Linked DNA regions of Hordeum vulgare: region 2 is linked to region 1. The links are chromatin contacts, called in public Hi-C maps. All regions are on one chromosome and are shown on one strand. Each heading gives the region's core, a stretch centred on a gene start, on an enhancer-like site or on the middle of the called end of the contact. The rest is flanking DNA. Distances are from core to core; before and after follow the strand shown. Region 1 holds the start of LOC123395818. Region 2 holds the start of LOC123395828.

Region 1 (3,583 bases), core at 600-3,099:
TCTTGAGGGAAAAGAGAGAGGAGATCTAGATCCACATCTCCACCAATCACTTTCTCCTCTATGTGAGGGGAACCCCTTGGATCTTGATCTTGGAGTTCTTTGTGAGCTCCTTGTTCTTCCTCTCATATTTCTCCATAGCTTTTGTTGTTGTGGAGGGATTTGAGTGTGAGGGACTTGACCACTTCGTGTGTTCTTGCCATTGCATTAGTTGCATCGGTTTGAGTTCTCCACGGTGATACGTGGAAGTGAGAAGTTGAGAAGCTTACTACCTTTGGTACTTAGTACCCTTGATATTGTTCTTCGTGGATGCTTTGGCGTCCTAGAAGCTTGGTGGTGTCTCGGAGCTCAATCATTGTGGTGTGAAGCTCCGGGCAAGCGTCGAGGTCTCCAATTAGGTTGTGGAGATTGCCCCGAGCAATTTGTACGGGTACCGGTAACCGCCCCCAAGGGTTGCCACGCGTACGGGTTCGGTAACCGCCCCCAAGGTTTGCCATTTGTACGGGTTCGGTGACCGCCCTCAAGGGTCCCTTAGTGGAATCACGGCATCTTGCATTGTGCGAGGGCGTGAGGAGATTACGGTGGCCTTAGTGGCATCTTGGGGAGCATTGTGCCTCCACACCGCTCTAACGGAGATTAGCATCCGCAAGGGTGTGAACGTCGGGATACATCATCGTCTCCCCGTGCCTCGGTTATCTCTTACCCGAACCCTTTACTTATGCACTTTACTTTGTGATAGACATATTGTTTATTGTAATATATCTTGCTATCACTTAGTTGTTTATCTTGCTTAGCATAAGTTGTTGGTGCACATAGGTGAGCCTAGTTGTTTGTAGGTTTTGTGCTTGACATATCAAACGTTAGTTTTATTCCGCATTTGTTCAAGCCTAAACCTTAACTATTTTAAAGCGCCTATTCACCCCCCCTCTAGGCGACATCCACGTCCTTTTCAAACTCTGTCGCTAGTCGTACTCTTGCGAAGGTGTCTCAAACATGAGGGTCCTGCACGACTGAACTTAGTAGCGTTGAAGTTTGCAGCGTGTCCGTCGCCTCTTCTCCGCCATGTCCGGACTGTGCTTCTTCGCCGTGTCCAGAATCTTCTCCGTCGCCGTGTCCGGACTCTTCCCCGCCGTCGTGTTCGGACTCTTCACGCCGCCGTGTCCGGCTCCATCGTCTTCGTGTCGATCGGTCATCTCTTCGTTTAGTCCCATATCGTTATTCCCTGCCATGTGGACGTCCTCATCATCATCTTCACTTATCCACCGAGTATAGCCATCCATAAAACCACTGATCAGCAAGTGAGCCTTCAAGCGACCACCATCAAAAGGGTTCAAAACTACTCCTTCTTAGCATTTTGTACATGTACATCTAATCCCAGTATGTTTATTTGCATACATGTCCATCACCGCAGATTGCAAGTATCACTCCACCTTCCTTCCACTCACCTTCATGACTTCATGGTATAACAAGCAAAAGGGTTATAAACAAACTGCATGCATGCATCAAAGTCATATAAAAATTGGAACTATTGGAATTCGTTTTTTTGTTTTTTTGTAAATGTCGTGTTAGGATGCTTGCCTATATGTATACTTTTAGCTTGAAGACAAAAGCCTACTTGAGATGCGAGATATGTTGTTTTTATTTTTTCTTTCAAAATGTAACGGGATATAAGTTCCTTAATTCAAAGAATATATCAAAATATAATGCATATCTTTTTTATTTTTTCTAAATGAGGTACTAGAATATTATCTTAGCAACCACTGTAAGTTGCCCTCAGCGCACTCGCCCAAGCCGGTCTGAAATGGGCGGCTGATACCAGTCAACTTTGGATCCAACGGCCCAACTGCAGCCCTAAACCAAGCACAACGCCAACGCCTCTTCCCCTTAGGGCTCCACCAGCCGCCGGCTGTCCCGAAGTGTTCCGCTCTGGCTCTGCTGCCGCCGACGGCCGGAGCAGTCCCCCAAGTCAGGATCCGACGACTCGGGGGAGCAGAAGGAAGAAAATCCAACTGCGCCCACCCTGAACGGGGAGAGAGGACGAGGTGCCCTATGAGCGCGATTCACAATTGTCTGATGCGTGGAAGAATCAGCTTCAGATGGATCGAGGAGATGGCCTGAGCTGGGGTGGCGCACAGCGCACGGGGAACAGGTACGCAACCCTAGCAACTCCTGGAAGCGAAGGTAGGAGGGCGGAGGTGCGTGGGGGAAGCTCGGCGGAAGCCGAGCGAACAGCGAAGGCGCAAATGCAGTCCAAGATCAAACGCAGAAACACACAAGGGATCACCTACTTCGGTCTCGTATGGAAGAAAAGCAAGAGCGACACAAATGCTATCAGTGCTGACGATGTTATCCTTGGAAGCAAGGATGGTGTTGGTTCGTCCATGAAACCAATCTGCTGTCTCTGCCGCAAGCGATATTCCCCAGACCTGATGTACATCCGGTGTGAGAGGTGCAGAAGTAAGTTGATTCCACCTTTGACCTGCCATTTTCTAAGCAAGCAATTTTCGTTTTGCGTTATCTTACCGATCTTTTCCGCATCTTGATTTTCTCCTGTTTACAGATTGGTTCCATGGAGATGCCTTGAGACTAGAGGAGGCAAGGATTGCTGAAGTCATATCGTACAGATGCTGCAGATGTCGGAGGAGGGCAATACCGGGATGTCCTCATTCAGATGATTATTATCATAAGAGGCCTGAACCAGAACCTGTCATCCAAGAAAGTGCAGCTAATATTCCCTCAAGCGAGGAAGCTATTAGCGCAGCAGATGAAAATCCATCATGTGCTTCATTTGGTAGATTCGAACACACTGTAGAAGAGATTCATGCTGATTCCTCGGTGCACATGGAAACCTTTGTCCCGGGAAGTAATCAAGAGATGAACTTTGTGGATGGTTCTTACAATTCAGCACATTCATTCGATAAGATAGAAATTAAGCAGGTTATGAAGGTAACACTTATTCTAATCACAATCTAAAATTGGCATGCTCAGTTTACCCAACTCATGCATTTTTTCCTCCACGGATCTCTGTATGTTTTCTTAGAACGAAAATCATTGTTTGTTATGAAATTCAGCAGGTCACCCATTTTTTGCAAGTTTCAATAGCTCATCATTGTATGGTCTCAATTGAACATAAGAAATATTTGTAGTTTCTTTTGCCGATTGACAATTCTTTGTCTGCATATCCTATGACTTTGATGTATGCCATAATTTTAAGCTTTAAATGCGAAAGTAGTGAAAGACTGAAAGGTGCTTGCAGTTCTTTGGTGCATATGGCCCTAGCCCTATATGATCATCTATGTGTACGCGAGCAGAGTGTTAGTATATACGGCAAAGATCTAGTGCTCTAAAAGCATTTATCCTAAAGTTGGAAATCACAATGTGTGTACGTTCATTAATAATGTGTGTCTACTGTCTAACATATTGAAAATTGAGTGCAATTTACTGTAAATGTGATATTTTACAATGAACACTGGACAAGAATTCAGTTGCAGTCCTTGATACTTTATTTTTGAAAAAAATCTTGGTTTATCAATTATTCAGGACGCTCAACCATATGATGCATGCTTTGCATGGTATACGCCTGGTA
Region 2 (3,654 bases), core at 746-3,245, 280 kb before region 1:
ACCTCATGCGCCAGAGTTGCAATTGTTTGCAAAAAAAGCTACAACCAACGCCTATTTTTGCCGCATAAAGATTGTGATTTTTTTGGCAGACGACTGCTACGGGCGACGAGGAAGATGCATCCCGGAGAAGAAAATGTTGCAATCGGCAACAAAAAAGCTACAACCGACATCGCAAAAAGCTTCAACTACGACAATGGATGCTACAACCATATCGCGCTGGAGCTGCAACCATGACTCAATTTTCCTGGAACCGACCGCGGTGAGCGCGACGGTCACCACGACGAGTATTTGGAAACCCCGTCATGTTGCAACCATCAATCGACGAAGCTACCACCATCCACGCCGGAGGTGCAAGCGAGGCGGGGCGAGAGGTGGGGCTAGGGCGGAGTTGCGTCTGGTCGGCGACAGATCTACGCAGTCCGCGGTGGAGCTGCATATGACTAGCGCGGGGCGAGCGCGAGGCTGCCAGCGAACATCGTGTTTTTTTCTCCAAATGTGTGCAGGAGGAAGGAAGACAATGACCCAACCTATACGTTAATCAAAACCTTTAACGTAAGTCAAATTGGACGTTATGCAGCCGACCGGCCAAAATTCTGCAGGCGCACGCCGGCGCCTAGCGGTCCCCTTAGGGTGTGTTTGCTTTGAGGATATAGTGGCACGATACGGGTTCATTCTGTCCCCAATCCACCATTCCAGTGTTTAGTTGAGGATGAAACTGGAACCGGGTGATCCTCAGAAAAGGAATATTCCTTATATACGCTTCATCAACCGATTTCACCAAATCGAAGGAATCACTTGGTTATTCTTCTCGTATTGATAGAAGAAAAAAACCCAGCTAATTGTTAAAACAGAAAATACAATGAAAATGTTGGTGCAATTTATATAATATATCGATAATAGAAAAAGAAAAACCCGACAAGGTGAGTTGAGTCATATTCTTCTCATTTCATATCTCCAACCAAACATAAGAATGGAACGAACCCGTGACATTTTTTAGGGAACCGTTTCTGGCCGGCGCCAATCGTTCCGCCGGCCGCACGCGACCGCGCGCGCCCGCTGACTGGGCATGCAACATTTTTTTGTTTAAATTGTTGCAACCAGCGTCATATTTGCTGCAAGCGTTATTTTTTCCTACAATTGTCCAATAAAAAAGCTGCATATACGTTTGGTTGCAACTCCAGTTCTTCGAATTTTTCGTTACAATCGATGTTTTTTTACTTTTGCTACAACCGGCATCATTTTTTGGTGCAACCGTTCATTAAAAAAGTTGCATACACGTCACGTAAATATTTATTACAACCGGCGTTTCAATTTTTCTATCACGTACCATCAGCTTCGTTTTTTTGCTACGATCACGTAGATTTTTTTTTCTACAAATTTTGTTTTTTGTTGCAACCGTTGAAAAAATTGCTGCATCACATCGAAATTTTGCTGCATCGGGGAAAAATGTTGCATCGAGATCCAACGATGCGGACGCTCGGGGTTGGTCGATCGTGCGGCATGCGCGCGGCCGACCCAAAGTTTCGGCCGACGCAGATCACTCCTTCATTTTTTATCTTCAACTGAACACAAGAATGAAACCAACCCATTTCTTTAAAACGAGACCATGACATGTCATGCCTTTTGGTTCTCAAACCAAACATACCCTTGAGAAAATGTTGGGCATGGACACACGGGCAAAGACAAACTGCCAAAACAGGGGGTGTGAGTTCGTGACCCACATGAACTAGCCAAAGAACCGTCTGCTTGTCCACATCCTCCAATCATTGGGAGTACCGCGCCGGCGAACATCCCAAGCCCCCGACAGAGGCCGCCCTGACGCACGCAGTCACGTATACTGCGCTATGGACCCAACACATGGCTCCTCATCCACACGGCATCCCTCTCCCCTGTCTCCACACGAGTCCAAGCAAAATTCGCCAAAGTTTCCACGGCCCTGCACGCGCCGAATAATCCCTTCCCCGATGCCGGTCGGACACCTCCCCTCTGTTTCGGTTCCAACTCCCACCACCCCCGTGACAATACCTATGCGGTCGCAGCTGCGCAGGTCTGCCCACCCGCGCTTTCCCGGTTCCCTAAAACCGCTGCCCCCGTAGCCACTTTTGACGAACCCAACCCCATCACGCGCGCCGCCTCCGCCTCCGCCTCCGCCGCCGCCTCGATCACGCTGCCACCGGTGCTAGCAGCCTGCCTAGGATTCGGCCACGATGCGGAAGCTGAGCACTGGCCGCGGCGGAGGGGAGAGGGTCGCGATGCTGTCGTTCGAGGTGGCTGCGCTCATGTCGCGGGCGGCGAGTCTGTGGCGCGCCCTCGAGGAGGACCAGCTGGCGCGGCTGCGTGGGGAAGGCGTCCGGCTCGAGGGCGTGCGGAGGCTCGTGGCCGACGAAGACAGCGCGCTGCTGGCCCTCGCGGTCGGGGAGATGGCCGGCGCGTGCGGGGACATCTCCTGCGCCGTCGCGCGGCTCTCCGGCCGGTGTGCCGACCCGCTGCTGCGCCGGTTCGACGAGCTCTATGCAGGCCTTATTGCCGGCGGCGCCGGCGCCGACTCCCACAGGCTGCGCTACGCGGCCGCCAAGAAGATGGACCGCAAGGCGCGTAAGATGCAGCGCCTCGTCGCCGCCACCGGGCTCCTGTGCCAGGAGATCGATGTGCTTGCCGAACTAGAGCAGGGCGCGCGCCTCCGCCGTGCGCAGTTCGCGCCCGGCGAGGCCGCGCGCCGCGTCGCGAGGCAAAGGCAGGAAGTCGACCGCCTCCGCGCGGCCTCGCTCTGGAACCGGAGCTTGGACTACGCCGTCCGTTTGCTTGCCAGGTCGCTCTTCACCATCGTCGCGAGGATCATAGATGTGTTCGACCTGCAGCCCAAGAAAATCGCCATGAACGATTACTCGATGGTGTCGCCCGCCGGTGCGCGGCTCTCGTTCTCCTGGAGCAACTCGTTCGTCGGGAGTACGAATTCGCTGGTATATCCCACGGATTTCCCCGTGGATGCTCGAAAGAGGTCGACGGGTGCTGCAAATTCCGGTAAGGCCCCTAATGGCGACGTTCGCCGGTTCCTGCTGTCCAGGAGCAAGAGTTTGAGGCAGCTCAAGTGGCCGGTGCGTGGCAAGCACCTCATCGGCTGCGTGGTCAGCGGGAGCAAGTCTCCGACCAGGGAGGGGTGGGTCCACGGCGGCCATGATCTCCCACTGAGCTTCAGCTACGTCTCATCCAACAACGAGGATTCCAGTGTCAATTACCAGTCCAACGAGAGTGATCGTCACAGCGCCAGCACGAAGCTCTCCACTTCGGTGTTCGAGTGCTCGTCGCACGACGTGTTGGCGAACGGACCGGAGACGACACTCGGCGCAGCCGCCCTGGCATCGCACTACGCGAACCTCGTCGTCTTCGCCGAGAAGCTCGCCATCTCGCCCCGGCACATCTGCCCCGACGAGAGGGATGCGCTGTACGGCATGCTGACCGACAGTATCCGGGCGTCCCTCCGAGCACGACTAAGGCCGCCGTCGTCCGCCGCCCGCAAGAAGGACACGGCCTGCGATCGCGTCCTGGCCGCCGAGTGGGCTGACACGGTGCAGGGGATCCTCGGATGGCTAGCACCGGTTGCCCACAACACTGTGCGGTGGCGGTCCGAGAGGAGCTTCGAGCAGCGGAACGTCG

What was found. Hi-C and Micro-C count contacts between places; a contact is called where the count stands out from the background.
Region 2: a Hi-C map of leaf shows a contact between it and region 1, with 8 times the contacts expected there. The contact joins the promoter of LOC123395828 here to the promoter of LOC123395818 in region 1. A contact is called at or near these places in 2 of 6 Hi-C or Micro-C datasets (leaf and seedling) and 1 of 1 datasets of contacts at active chromatin or transcription factors (embryo).

Annotation. Positions count from the first base shown.
Region 1 is chr5H:281,582,858-281,586,440 of MorexV3_pseudomolecules_assembly, reverse strand. It overlaps LOC123395818, which reads left to right and starts at 1,849. Exons shown (of 4, transcript XM_045090855.1): 1 at 1,849-2,454; 2 at 2,558-2,943; 3 at 3,538-3,583. The coding sequence starts at 2,094.
Region 2 is chr5H:281,862,760-281,866,413 of MorexV3_pseudomolecules_assembly, reverse strand. LOC123395828 reads left to right here and starts at 1,995. Exons shown (of 1, transcript XM_045090863.1): 1 at 1,995-3,654. The coding sequence starts at 2,208.